2 separate regions of the Mus musculus genome follow, and region 2 is linked to region 1. A link is a contact called in public Micro-C data. All regions are on one chromosome and are shown on one strand. Each heading gives the region's core, a stretch centred on a gene start, on an enhancer-like site or on the middle of the called end of the contact. The rest is flanking DNA. Distances are from core to core; before and after follow the strand shown.

Region 1 (7,262 bases), core at 1,234-3,733:
AGGAGTTATTCCATGCATAACTGTCTGAGGTCATTAGACAAGACCATAGCGAGGCCCAGCCTCCAAAGATCTTGTCCAGCCCATGAGATTGATTCCAAACATGGTGGTTCTCATTCTTGGGCCACTCCTGTCATCTGCATAGCAGATATGCTCCGATCTTCAGCTATCAACTAATCTATTACTTCTTAGAGAAGTCTTCCTGTGACTTCTCCCAGGGGTTGCCCTCATTGTAAATCATGGAACCCTGTGTCTCCTCAGGAGCTTTCATCTCAGTTGGCATAACTGTGGTGTTTGTTCGCTAGCTTAGAATTGGTCTTCCTCTCAACTCTATGCTTCCATAGAAAGCACTGTTTACCTTGTAAGATTTCCTCAGTGTAGAGATGGTGGCTGACTAGACGCACTTAGTTTCTGTTTCTCTTCTGATGCCCACTTCCTAGGATTGCAGGGGAACAAATGAATGCATGGCTTCTGGAAAATGGACTAGCGCCATGACTCTTAAGTTCAATAAATGACAACCTAAAAGTGACATTGAATGTCCATACCACTAATGAGTCATAAATCATTGTTTTGCCAATGGGAAATTTTATGCAATAGTAAGAAAGGACTTGGAAAGGGGCAATTAATAAATATAGGTTAGCTTAATCGGAGTGTAATTATAAAAAGAAGAGGTTAGGAGCTGCAGGGTGTATATGTGTATATGTGTGCATATTTATATACTGAGTGATGGAAAAGGAGAGATTAAGAGAAGTGAAATTGCTAGTGTGAGATATTAATAAAGCATAGAAGGTGGTACAGTCCCCACTCCTCATTCTTGCTAAGCTATCTTCCAAGATTCCCAATGGATACCTGACACAAGATACAGCAAAAGTCTGTCCAGAAATGCCTATGATGTTATGTAATTTATAATTTAGACATGACAAGATCATTGCAAATTCACAATAAAGTAGAATAATAACAATACCTGGGGTATAAATATGACCTCTCAAGGTTATTTTTTCATGTATAAAACTTACCTTCTTGTGGTAATGTGGAATAGTACCTACATGAAGAGATGAAGGGAAGAAAGTGCTAGAAGCATTGTGGGACAGATTTAGGCAACTAGGTCAGAGTTTCCTGAACATGAGCAGCATGACCCAAGGTAGTTCATCTGACAACCAAACTATCTATTGAGTGATTAATGGTTGAGGAGCACATATAACATACTAAACTAATAAGTGGATTACCATACAAGCTGGATGAACTGAGATTGTATTGTACTATTCAAAACTGTGTATAACTTAAGACTCCTGAACTAATTATCTATAATATCTTCAATATTTACAATACCACACTTGTTATTTTCAGAGAATGACTGATTGTGGATAGCTGGGACCACATAGAGCAAAATCTCTGGTCCCAAGGATGTGAGTTAGTGGTACATGTAGCCCAGTGGTACATGAGGCTCAATGATACATGTAATTCAGTGGTATATATGGATTAGTGGTACAGCATTTGCCTAGTATGCTCCAGGCCCTGAGCTCAGTTTTTCAGAACTGAAGAAACAAAACCAAAACCCAGAATGATAAAAAAAAAATTACTGGTGTGGACCTGAAAACTACTGAATTAGTCCATAGAGAAAAAGCTAATCTTGGGTAGGGTAGACTCAGAATATTTCTTCTGAAATGGAAAATACAAGAAAAAGATCCAATAATGAATGTGGCCACAAAGCCAGGAATTATTCTTATAGTTAACATTTCCTGAATGCTGGCATCCAGCATTGGTCCCTACAGCATCATGGATCTCAAGAAGCAACCTTAGCATTGGCAAAAGTAAGTTAATGATTATCCTGATGCATGATCACATAGTTGCTAATGACAGACACGGGAGAAGGAAGGTTGTGGTGCTAGTAAGAAGGTGAATCAATTGGTTAAGAATGAAAGTACTACTGGATAAATACATACATGGAAAGAGGGAGATACAAGAGTGCTTCAGGAGAGAAAAAGAGAATTGGCAGAACTGGAAAACGATGTGTTCAGAGAGAAAATGAAACTCCTGGATTATCAGGGAAGTAATGTTAGGGATATATATGAAAAATGAGTGAGGCCAAGACCCAGAAAGAATGCTGAAGGTAATTAGGGAGGGGACCTCAATACAACATAAGACAGAGTTACCAAGATTTATAAATAAGGTCTTTCTGTTTGATATGCTCAGGACCTCCATATATGGAGTCTGATTTCTTAGACGAGACCATGCAGGTCTGTGATATGGCTGAATGTATGTTGGAATCCCACAAAGGATTTCTGCCTGCTTTTCCTTGCCTGGTAGTTTGATAATGTTAAATAACTATAAAGAAGCCCTTTGTCTTTATCTCTGACACTGGTTGGCATTCTCTTAAAGCAATCCACAATTTCTGCCAAAATATGTTCAGGAAATATGAGTTGCTGCAGCTTGTGACCCCTCTGGATAACCACAAACTGAATCATGGCATACAGTTCAGCTGAGTAATAAAATATAATCAGATTGGCAGGCAGCATCAGGCTGGGCCACACATACAGATCTTCTTTTAACCCAGTTTAACAAGTTGGTCTCCAGAAGTTATTTATTCCACCTGTCAACGTTCCTATTGTGGAAATGACAGCCGTCAGATCTCTTTTAGATTCTAATTCTGTTCTTTCCTCTTGCCCCGGGTAGTGGAAAGCCTCAGAGAAGCAATGTTCTATAAGACAGCTAAGTGATTTGTTTGACATTGATCATTTGCTTGAAAGAATAGCTATTGCCTTAAAAATAAATGTAATATCCCTATCATTAGCTGCAGAGTAAATTCAAAATAAATATCTGCAGCTAAAATTACTTTGAAATCTTATAAGGGTTGGATGGGTGTAGGCAGCTGTCCAGCTAGCGGTAATCTGCCACCCTACTTCAAAGTGCATAATAAACTAACAGTTATGGGCTGTGGTACCACCACATGGCAAGGTCAGAATGGATTTCAAACTTCATTTGCAAATTAACAAACATTTGGTGCTAATAAGGCCAAATAATGGTAAGGGCTTGGAGGATATGACCTTCAATTTGAATCCTTATACCATTTAACAGATACAAAAAGATGAAAATACCAAATAAATTCCCACATGAAGATGATAACGAATACTCGGTAATGAATAGTCAACCAGTTACTCTTAGGCAGAGTTCACCTTAGATCTAACTAAAAGTAATTTATGATTTGATTTACATTTAAATAAATAGCCAACATTTACTATTATCTCTGGGCCATACACTTATTGGCCTTTGTAATAGTTTTCATTTTTATCTGTATGTGACATATGCAACCATTTTCTTATCCTGCAAACAAGGAAATTGAATATCAGGTAGGAAAGTTTCTTTCTACGGGCCAGTGAGCAGTAGTCCCAAAAGCTAGACATATGCCATTGGCCTCTAAGGCATGCACTCTTCTGTCTTTCTGCTTAATATAAGATTAGATTTTTTTCAAAGCCTACCTTATTTAGAGTTCTTAAATGCTTCAACCTCCCTTCTAACCCACCTACCAAATGTAGGGGGAAAAGGTTAGTAGGAAAAATGTGTTGTAGACCTGTTTAGACATATTTTTGGGGGGCCATCCCACCCTTCCTTGTCAGAATACCAGCAGTTGAATTCAATAGCAAACACCAAACACAAATCAATAGCACCAGTATGGTTTAGCAGAAGCTGCAAGGCTCTGCCCAGTTGGTACCGAGAGTCAGCGAAAGTGGCTGGAATTGGCCAGAATACCATGAGAAGTACTTTGGTGCATTTCTCTCTACAAACTGAAGACCAACAAAGACCAATGAAGACCAGGGAAGACCATTAAAGCAACAATATATTAATGCAAGAGTGTCCTCTCACGTTATGTGGGTTCCATTTGTATTCGTTCTAACCATCACATACCCTCATAAATATCTGTTTTTAGCAAAACATTGCATACCCTCTCACAAGATAACTTCCAGAACAACATCACATGGCACAACTAAGTTACAGAAACCAGAAATTTCCACTTCAGCTCAATCTACCTGTATCTACAGTCCTTGTGAAACAGCACACAGAGCAGCAAGGAATGCACTCTGTGTAGGAGTCTCTTCACTCATAAAAAACAAACAAACAAACAAACAAAACAAAACAAAAAAAGGTTAATTGTATCACTGAAGTTAGAAATAGTCTTTCCCGGGGAAGAGCCCTCAAATTGGTTCAAAACCAAGTAGTGAACTCTGAAATCATATACATGCAAGCAACACTATATGGACTGAACAGGTTGTAGTTACATATTTAAGAAAAAATTATATTGAAAAGCTTTTCTTCTGGAAATTTCCATATTATCTTGAAATTTCATCCATTCTACTAAGAAAAGGAATATTCTAAACAATTAAGAGAAAAAGATTAAAGGTTAAAAATACCCACCTGAGGATGTCTAAATAAATAAAAATCTGGAACAGAACACACATTATCACTGGTATGTAGGCAACAGTGAGTGTTGCTATGATTAAGACTTTTGTAAAAGTTCAGGGCATGGAGAGAGAGAGAGAGAGAGAGAGAGAGAGAGAGAGAGAGAGAGAGAGAGGAGAGAGAGATGCCTGCTGTAGGGGGAAGAAGACTGTGGCAGTACAGGAAGGGAGCAGCTGGATGGTAACTGACTCATTCTAGTGAGAATATGAAGAGCCTTCAGATTCAGAGCTGGACTTCCCCACTTATTAGCAAGTACTAATATGGAAAAGAGTGGAAAGGAAAGTGGGCAGGAATTGCGAGACTAATAGAAAGAAAATGAAGAAGGAGGAGGAGGAGAGAGAGGGAGAAGGAGAGGGAAGGGGGAGGGTAAAAGTAAGGGGAGGGGAAGGGAAACGGGGAAAACAGGGGAGAAGGAGGGAGAGAAAAGAGGGAAGGGAAGGGGGAGAGAAAAAGGAAAGAGGGGGAGGGGAGGGGAGAAAAGGGCACACCTTCTATTTAGTTCTGTTATTCTTTGTTTTGGTTTAGTATGTTTTCTGTTTTTGTTCTTGTTCTTTTTCTGGGATGATGACCATGCTGCCTCTTTCCCCCTGGAAGTCTTGCCCATTAAGAAGTTATTTCTTTGGAAACCGTGAGATTAGGCCCTGGATTCCTATCTTAGGAATATTCAAAACATAGCAAACATGTTCAGGAAAAACTGGCTGTCAATTTATGTCAAGTTTCTTACAGTTAACGAGGCTTATTTTCCATGTATCATAAGAGGTCTCACTCTGCTATCCAGATCTTTTTGGCTGCATCTTGATATGCCACACAATCCTAGTTTCTTTTGCTGTAACAGAACATCTATCTAAGAATGGATAATTTATAAAGGAGAGATACTCACTTTGGCAAAGAATGTATGAGAGCTTCTTGCTTCTTTATCTCATGGAAGGAAATAGAGGGTAAATACATGCAAGTGGAAGAGGAAAGCCATTGGAATGGACTGTTTATAGTAATCTCTTCATGCAGAAATTAAAGTTCCATAAATACAAGCACTTAAACAGTCAAGATAGTCACTTACTGATTCATGAAGGCTGTGTTGACATAAACCAGACACTTCTCACTAGGTCCTACTTCTCAACTGTGTTACATGGGCCCAAGACAAAGCATACATTTTGGTGAGAACTTCCCTTCCCTGGTAGTAATATAAAGATGAGTTGCTTCATATACTTTACCAAAAGCTAAGAGGAATTGCCATCAGACATTCTTAGACTCTGCAGTAGAACCTTTTAGGAAGCGCTCTGTGAATTAAATCAGGTCGAAGAATAGGATAAAGGATAGCAGTTTTTAGCCAAGGATCAGAGTTCCTATCAAACAGCAAAGACACTTGGATCTCATGCTAAGTAACTCCTGGGGCATTTCATTTTAATTTTATCCTCATGGATATATATTATTTATGTGATTGTGTATAACAAGAGATTGATACATGTTGGAAAATTCTCAAGAAAATAGATGTACCAGTTCTGCTGCATATTGAGTCAGGTAGAACCTCTTTGTCTAGGGTCTGCCTGCCTCCTGCCTGTGCTTTTCCAAAGATACCCTGATTTTATCAATTACATCTTCAGCTGCTCCATCACAATCCAGATAGAAGGACCTGCCCAGTGATTTAAAAAAAAAATTCCAATACTTCTCTAACCAATATATTCCATAGGGATATTTTTGCAGTACATGGAAGAAAATTGAGAACTCAGGAGGAAAAGTTACCCTTGCAATTCTAGAATAAGCCCTATTTGATTATATTGGATCATTCTTTAATATATAATATAGTTGGGTTTCAGCTTCTTGTGTTAGTTAGGATTTTAACAGCCACCTTCATAAATGGATTATCAGGGTTTCTTTTCTGTGCTTCGTCAGGTTATGAATAGTTCCATTCTGTGGTTCAAATTCTACTCCTTCAAAATTACAAGTTAATTTAACAGAAACCACTCAGTATACTACCCGGGGAGACTGGTTTTGGAGGACACCCCGATAATTTCTCAATTCTATTCAAGATTTGCATTTTTTAGTAAATTTTTGCTTATTTTCTTTTCTTTATTAAAACAGCTGAACATTTTCACATATACCAAACGTCCATGAGTATTATTTTCTCATGGTTTTATCCTTCTTTATATCTGTTCTCACAATCTGTTTGCACTATTCTCTTTTAAATCTTTCTATAAGTATTTCTCTGTTTTTTAAGCTTTACTCTCCACTTTCATGTGGCATGATGACTCCTTCTCCTTTCTGCTTTTACATTATTATTTTATTTTCCCATAGTACAATGATGGCTGCTTTCTTTTAAATTTATCCTTTGGCACTTTCAAATATGAATATGACATATTCAGATCACACATAACCCCTGATAACCCAGCCTTCAAATCTATCTGAACTCCCTTACAATATTAATTTTATTGCCTCTTTAATTCATTTATTCTCAATAATGAAAACATTGAAGTATACAAATTTTCATGAGTATTGTTTAGAAATATTCTAGACTTGTGAGACAGGACCTATACAATGTTTGAAATAAGTCTTGTCATGAGCAAACATGTTGCATTTGCTGAAATGGTATCCACACCCTTCCTCAGCTGCCATCCAACTTTTATTATTCTCTTCCCTTTGTGTAGATTCATAGCAATGGCTCCAATTTAGGATGGGTGAAGAGGAAGAACATTTTTCATTGGTTTTACTAAGTAAATTTATATTGAGTTATAAATTAACTTACAAATAATTTAGTTTTTAATTGTTGAAATTCTCTCTCTGTCTCTTTTTCTATCTCTGTCTCGACATGTGTT
Region 2 (7,052 bases), core at 1,763-4,262, 490 kb before region 1:
CAACAAAACAGAGCAGGAAGATCATGAGCTGGGGGCCAGACTTGGCAACATAGCAAGTTCCAGGCCAGCCTGAGTTACAAGACAAAGTGAGACTTTGTTGTGTTCATGGGTTATGTACACACACATACACGCACACACACACACACACACACACACACACACACCAAACAAACAATAAAACCTGTGCGGTCACCAAAGGAAGGTTAATGATGACTAGACATACATGCTACCTGTGCTTATATGCAAGAGGGGACTGCAGTTATTAGGTGCACAAAAGAGTTTATTCCTGATGGGTTGACTTAATATGGGAAAAACTCAAATGCATAAGGACGTGTTTAGCAAGAAGTAGAGCAGAGTGCTTTCTACTTACCCAGAACCAACTATGAAGTGAGTTGCTGGGCATTTCCTAACCACATTTTTGACATTGTGTTGTCTTTTGAAGTGTTCACAGGTCATCTGTATAATACATTCTCTAGAGTGATGGGTAACTGCATATTATTTCTATTTGATATTTGCTTTTTCTGTATCAGTATTATGGGGGGAGGGGGCCTGGAATACTGTGTTCGGTGACTACCCAGAATGCCTCACAGGAGAGTGTATGTTTTATGTCACAACCATGGCATTGCCTTTTTCAGTCCTACTCAGCCATCTGCCCTGACCAGGCAGCCTATCAAAGGGGACTGACCATTGATACTCTTATGGTGAGTGGGATTGATAGGCAGGAATAGGGTGAATAGAAGGTGTCGCAATAAAACCAGCAGGGTCTTTTTAATGTTAACCCAGCCCAGTCCCTAAACCAGGAATTGATTTGAATTCCAGCTCTACCCCTTGCTGGCTCCTGGGACTTTCCTGCTTGAGGAACCCTTTCTTGTTTTCTTAACTGTAAAGCCCCTTCTCAAAGCGCAGCTTCTTTTGAGCTCTAAGCTCATATGTAGAAAGTGTCTGGGTTGGACTCTGGCTCTTTAATGCTTCCTCGGTCTTGAGTTATAGTTAATTAAAGCAAGCATCTTTGTGCTTTCTGCCTGCACAGTGAAAGATACTATAGAACACCCATTTGGGTGTGGTCACATCCTAGGGGCACACACACAGATCTTTCTAAATAAGCCTTAGAGAGTTTGTAGGGGGAGATGCTTGAAATGGTGCCAGGCGTTGTCTTGAATAAGATCTCTGTATCCTCAGTGCCCTGGAAACTTATGATGAAGCTAGAGAAACAGACAAAGCGTGAGTATCTTAGTTAGGGTTTCTGTTGCTGCAATGAAACACCATAACCAAAAAGCAATTTGGGGAAGACAAGGTATATTTGGCTTATATTTCCATACTATAGTCCATCATTTAAGAAAGCTAGGACAGGAACTCAAACAGGACAGAAACCCAGAGGCAGGACCTGATGCAGAGGCCATTGAGTAGTGCTGTTTACTGGGTTGCTCCCCATGGCTTGCTCAGCCTGCTTTATTATAGAACCCAGGACCACCAGCCCATGGATGGCCCCACCCACAAGGGCTAGGCCTTTTCCCATGAATCACTAATTAAAAAATTTAGTGATTAGTACCAGATCTTATGAAGGGATTGTCCCAGCTAAAGCTCTCTCCTTTCCGAGGACTCTAGCTTCTGTTAAGTTGTCATAAAAACCATCAGGACAGGAAGATAGTCATCAAATGTGTTGTGAAGTGTAATGAGTGTTAGGAAAGTGAAGTGCCAGGCCTTCTGTGAGGAAGTACAGTGCAGGTTACCATCTGAAGAGGCAACAATGAAGGCGTTAAGCTTGATCAGAACATTGAGGAAACCGGGTTCAAGAACAGGAAAGACTGATGTGACCGTAGACAGCCCACTCAAACACCGTGTTATCTGATGGAAAATTATTTGGAAGGTGATTCGTTGGATTTTCTCTGTAGTAGTTATCAATGGCACTGTATTTTAAGGAACAGTTGTTTAAAATTTAAGCCAACAACTCTGACGATTTTGTGGAGTATAGCTTTGTGAACCCCAGGCTTCTCCATTGGCTGTTCTAATGATGTCAACTAGGAGACTTGGCCCTTGAATGTTCTTCCCTCACAGTTTGTAGCATCAAACTAAACAACAACAACAACAAAAGTTTCTTTAAGCTTTCTATATGCTAGCTTTAACTAAATAGGAATAATATATAAAATGAAATATTCCATGTTCTCTTGGAATAATTGGTTCACTACTTGAAGCCATTATTTTGAACAAAGCAAAGATTCATATCCTGTCAAGGTACTGGGGCATCTTTAATCACTCACTTGGAGGCTAGGGAACATTCCTGAAGAGGGGGTGGGAAGGATGTAAGAGCCAGAGATGGGAGGAGTACCATATATAGTACTGTCTTCTAGAAATGACATGTCCATTACAGTCATGAACATAGCAACTGTGACCACCCACCCACAACCTACACACAAGTGCACACCGAGGTGTGTGTGTATGTGGGGGGGGGGGGGAGTTGAGGATATGAAACTAAGCTAAGAGAAGACAGGGTCAATAGCAGGAGCTGGTGGTGTAGGGAGATAATACAGGGATAAAAATTCTTTTTTTTTTCTAATGCCAGTATTAAGATTGGTGATGGTCAGGAATGTCAGGGTGATTGGAAAGTCCTAGTTAGCCAACTGGTATTTGGGGGGAGGCAAGGCTCTAGAAACCAGTTGCAACCAGGAAAGTGGATTAGAAGTGCTAATACGTGGAACCAAGCCAGAGTTTGACTCATTCAAGCTTAGGGTTGTTTTTTTCCCTATACATAAACTGAGCTTCCAAGCCACCTTCACGCGGTGAAAATGGTTTTGTAATTGTTGATTGTTTTCTTCTTGAGTAGAGTATGATAGTACTTTCTTTTTTTGTTAATTGTTACTGTGACAGTATTTCGTATTTTTAACCTGAAGCAGTTGGCGTTCCAAAAATACTTGGAAACAAGATTCCTGATGTAATGGTGAAATCATCCTCGCCCACATCCAGAAGTGTGGTAGAACTCCATTTTCCCCGGGCTATTTATAGCAATGCTTTTTATGTTAGGAGTCATACATTATCAAAGTAAATCCGTAAGCCGTGTGGTAGACTCTTTCCCCCTGAGTCGTAGTCTTGCTTTGCATTCATATTTCTTATGCTGCACTGTTAGAAGGTTTAGACTGTATTAGTGTATGTCCCTGACCTCTGCCGGAATTTGGATCAACAGTAAAGAATATGACAATGGCTGTTTCTGTGAGTCCATTAGTAACTTTTATATTGTAACCAAAATACCTGTGAGAGTCACTTATAAGAAGAAGTTCTTACTTTGGCTCAAAGTTGCCGAGGGTTTATTTTCCTGTCCCCAACACACACACACACACACACACACACACACACACACACACACCTACACATACCTATCTTTTGGTCCCATCTGATTGGACAGAACATCATGGTGGGCAGGGCAGCGAGGGTAGAGCCTATAATAGGGGTGGGAGATTAGGGACAAGGTTACAAAAACCCCCAAAAGCACATCTCCCCACTCCAGTGACTGCTTCCTTATCTCAGCCCCACCTTCTAAAGTGTCCAAGCCTTTTTCAGCTGGAGGCCAGGTGTTCATCCCATAAGCCCATCTGCAGAATTTCATATCCAAACCATAATAATTAGGTACTCATTGCCTTTTGTCACTCAGGAAACAAAAGGATACTGTTGTCTCCACAAGTAAAAGCTATACTTCCATTCTCCCCACCCCCTACGGTTTACTCTGCTGTAGTGTATAGCTTTTGCTTTCATTATGGTTAGTAGGGTCTAATTGTGTACCCGTGTGTTTGTTCACATGTGGCATATAACAACACACCGTTGCTGCCTTTTTAAAAAATATTTTAATGCTAATAATCAGTGAAAATAGATTTAATTGACACTCATTAAAATGGCTTGTTAATACGTAGCCTAAAAACATTTATAATTTTTTGTTGGCGTGTGAAATTTTGGAATTCATTGAAAATTAAGTTAAAATTATCAGTCATAGCTGTAGACTCAGTGATTATGTCATTCAGCATTGTTAATTATCCTAGTACCTATTTCATGTGACATAGTATCCACACCCTTATCATCCACAGCCTCTGCAGAGAATATTACACATAGCACCGAGGTAATAAAAATATAAGCTCCTGAGCATGAAACAAAGCCAAAACAAGCCTTTTTTACATATAACTTAAGTTTAGGATCTGTGTAGTTGGTTGATCCCTGACTTAACCTTTAATAAAATTGGATTCAAGGGTATTTATATATAAATAAAAAATAAAGTTAATTTTGTTCTCTGCTTCCTTGTGAGAAAGCGCCTGAGCTGCATTACAGTGACACCCTAAGTTCAGCCATCATCCTATGAAAGTGGTGATGAGGTCAGACAGGGAGAAAATGTTCTTACCATTGGGAACATTACTGAGATGATTATAGTTCAGATTAAGGGATCATATCCAAGCCTGTTGCGTTAGTCTATATTTGTTTGGCATTTTATCTCCCTGATGCTATCTAGTAAATTATTTCCCCCTTTTACATGTTTTGGAAATTAAATTTGATACCCCCCCCCCCATGCCCTCCATACCCCTTTTAAAGATTTTGCTATTGTACACAGTTCTGGATTATGGCCTTGAAGTAATGTGGTGGTTGGTACCGGTCTGTGCAGAAGGCTGCAGATCAAAGCAGAGTCTGGCCTTAGATACCTGAAAGTCTTCTGGGTTCTGCTCGGCAGGTCTGACCCCTGAGGAAGTAGATCCACAGGAAAGGAACATTCAAAACCGATCGATACACATACATTTAGGGTCTCTCAGAGGCTCGTAATCACTCCCGAGCATGAGTGACACCATTTCTCTGTGATAGAATAGAGGTTTCCACGTGAGAAATAGGTGGATTAAGGTAGAATACCGCAGCATCCACGAGTTCTGAAACATGCAGTCCTGTATTTACCATCCACATCTATCCTGGAAGACTACTCTGCCTGGCCCCTCTTAGATTCAAACCTATGTCTCCTTCTCTTTCCTTGATAATGGAAAATTGCCTGAGATTTTTCTAAGTCCAACATCTCTGTATGCTGTTTTTTAGAAGTGAGAGTCCCCTAATGAAATTGTATTATTCTTAAGGTAATATCCTATTTAATGTACAATTACATAAGGTATGAGTCATTTAAAAACAGAAACATTATTGTTTTAAACACATATACAGCGATTGTTTTATAGAGTACATAAAAATCATCATTGTGTGTTGTGGCTGTTGAATAAGTGATCATGTGTCCATATATGAATGTGGTCTGGTAAAAATATTCAATATTCTGCCCTGCTAATAAACGTGTATCATGGTCCTGGAAGCTGTTCATGGATTTAATGCAATCCCTGTCCAGTCTCAGCAATACCTTTCATAGAAATAAAACCCTGAAATTCACATGAAATACCAGTGGGCCCTAAATGGTGACAACACTGTTGAAAAGGAATAAGTCTTGATGACTTGTTGTAATTAAAACAGAGTGAGGACTGTGGCCAGGACTCAGGGGCTCAGCTCTCGGCCAGTGTGAGCAAGGCCCTGGGTTCTAGCCCCACTGCAAAAATCAAATAAAATAGGGGGTGCTAACATAAACCAAGATATAGGGCAATGGGGAAAAATCCCCTTGTATAAATGCTCATGTACATGGTCCAATGGTTTTTAGCCATATTATTAATTCATTAATTGTTCAAGTAAATGATTTTACTGTGGCATTCCCATATATGTGTAGGTAATACTTGGGCCAACCCCACTCTTCCTGTGACCCTTGCTTGCCTTCCCTGTTTCCTTTCTTCCTGCCAAGAACCTTCTCCTCTGAGAATCTGAGAATCTTTCTATTTTTATTTGTTACCCAACCCCTGCACACATGTGGAACACACACACACACACACACACACACACACACACACGAGACAGAATGTATAATACCTGCTTTTCTGTGTCTCATTTATTTCCTTTACTGAAGTAACCTACAGTCCCATTCATTTTCCTGCAAATGACAGGACTTCATTTTTTATGGCTTAGTATTATTCTCTATGTGTATCATACATTTGTAATGTATGTAGTTTTATGAATTCAATAGTCAGGCTGATTTTGTAGCTTTGTATATTGAGACCAATGCCACAGCAAGGGTAGGTGTGCAGGCCTCTCTTGTGTAGTGGCTTCATCTCCCTTAAGTGTGTACCTGCCTATATTATATGTACATATCTTTTTAAAGGAAGTGCCATAAAGTTTCTGTAGTAGCTGTAATCATGGGACTTCTCACACACAGTATACAAGGCTGTGTTCTTCTTCACCATCTTTGGATGCTATGAATAGGATTCAACCTCTTTATTCATTTTGACTTGGAATACAAGCCAAAAAAGCATTAAAATTCCATCTTACTGGAGACATAGCTCCTGTCAAAAAGGGAATAAATAAATGTTGCCTCAAAGATTTTTTAAATTAGAATATCATGCCCATTTAATGGAGGATAGGCAACTCTTTCAAAAGTTGAGGCTTTGAAGATTGTATGGGTGTGTGCAAAAAGCAAGGAAGTTGAACTCTTACTCAACAGTACATGCAAACATCAGAATGGAATAAAGATCAAAATGGAAAACCCGTGTCTTAATTAAGGTTTTTATTGCTGCAATAAACATGAACAAAGCAACTTAAGAAGGAAAGGGTTTATTCAGTTTATGCTTCCACATCAGAATTCATCATTAAAAAAAGTCAGGACAGGAACACAAGCGAGACAGGAACATGGAGGCAGGAGCTGATGCAGAGGTCTTGAGGGGGTGCTGTTTACTGGCTTGCTCAACATGGCTTGCTCAGCTTATTTTGATATAGAACCAGGACCACCAGCCTAGGGATGATACTATCCAGAAAGAGCTGGGCCCTTCCTCACCAATCACTAATTGAGAAAATACCTTATAGGCTTATATACAGTCCAATTTATTTTAATTAGGTATTTTCCTCATTTACATTTCCAATGCTATCCCAAAAGTCCCCCATACCCTCCCCCTCACTCCCCTACCCACTCACTCCCACTTTTTGGCCCTGGCATTCCCCTGTACTGGGGCATATAA

What was found. Hi-C and Micro-C count contacts between places; a contact is called where the count stands out from the background.
Region 2: a contact with region 1 is called in a Micro-C map of muscle stem cells, with 4 times the contacts expected there. The contact joins two enhancer-like sites. A contact is called at or near these places in 5 of 484 Hi-C or Micro-C datasets (cerebral cortex, cortical neurons, frontal cortex and 2 more) and 3 of 115 datasets of contacts at active chromatin or transcription factors (embryonic hindbrain, embryonic stem cells and oligodendrocyte precursor cells).

What each region holds. Positions count from the first base shown.
Region 1 is chr2:12,694,767-12,702,028 of GRCm38.p6, reverse strand. No RefSeq gene overlaps it. Among named protein-coding and RNA genes, the nearest start is that of Pter, 230 kb to the left of the region's middle. Within about 2 kb of position 2,483, at least 16 of the 459 cell types and tissues checked have an H3K27ac peak or open chromatin away from gene starts, as enhancers often do. A contact at or near this core is called in muscle stem cells, where this site is marked.
Region 2 is chr2:13,184,946-13,191,997 of GRCm38.p6, reverse strand. All of the region lies in intron 7 of Rsu1 (Ras suppressor protein 1), which reads left to right. Among named protein-coding and RNA genes, the nearest start is that of Rsu1, 83 kb to the left of the region's middle. Within about 2 kb of position 3,012, at least 26 of the 459 cell types and tissues checked have an H3K27ac peak or open chromatin away from gene starts, as enhancers often do. A contact at or near this core is called in muscle stem cells, where this site is marked.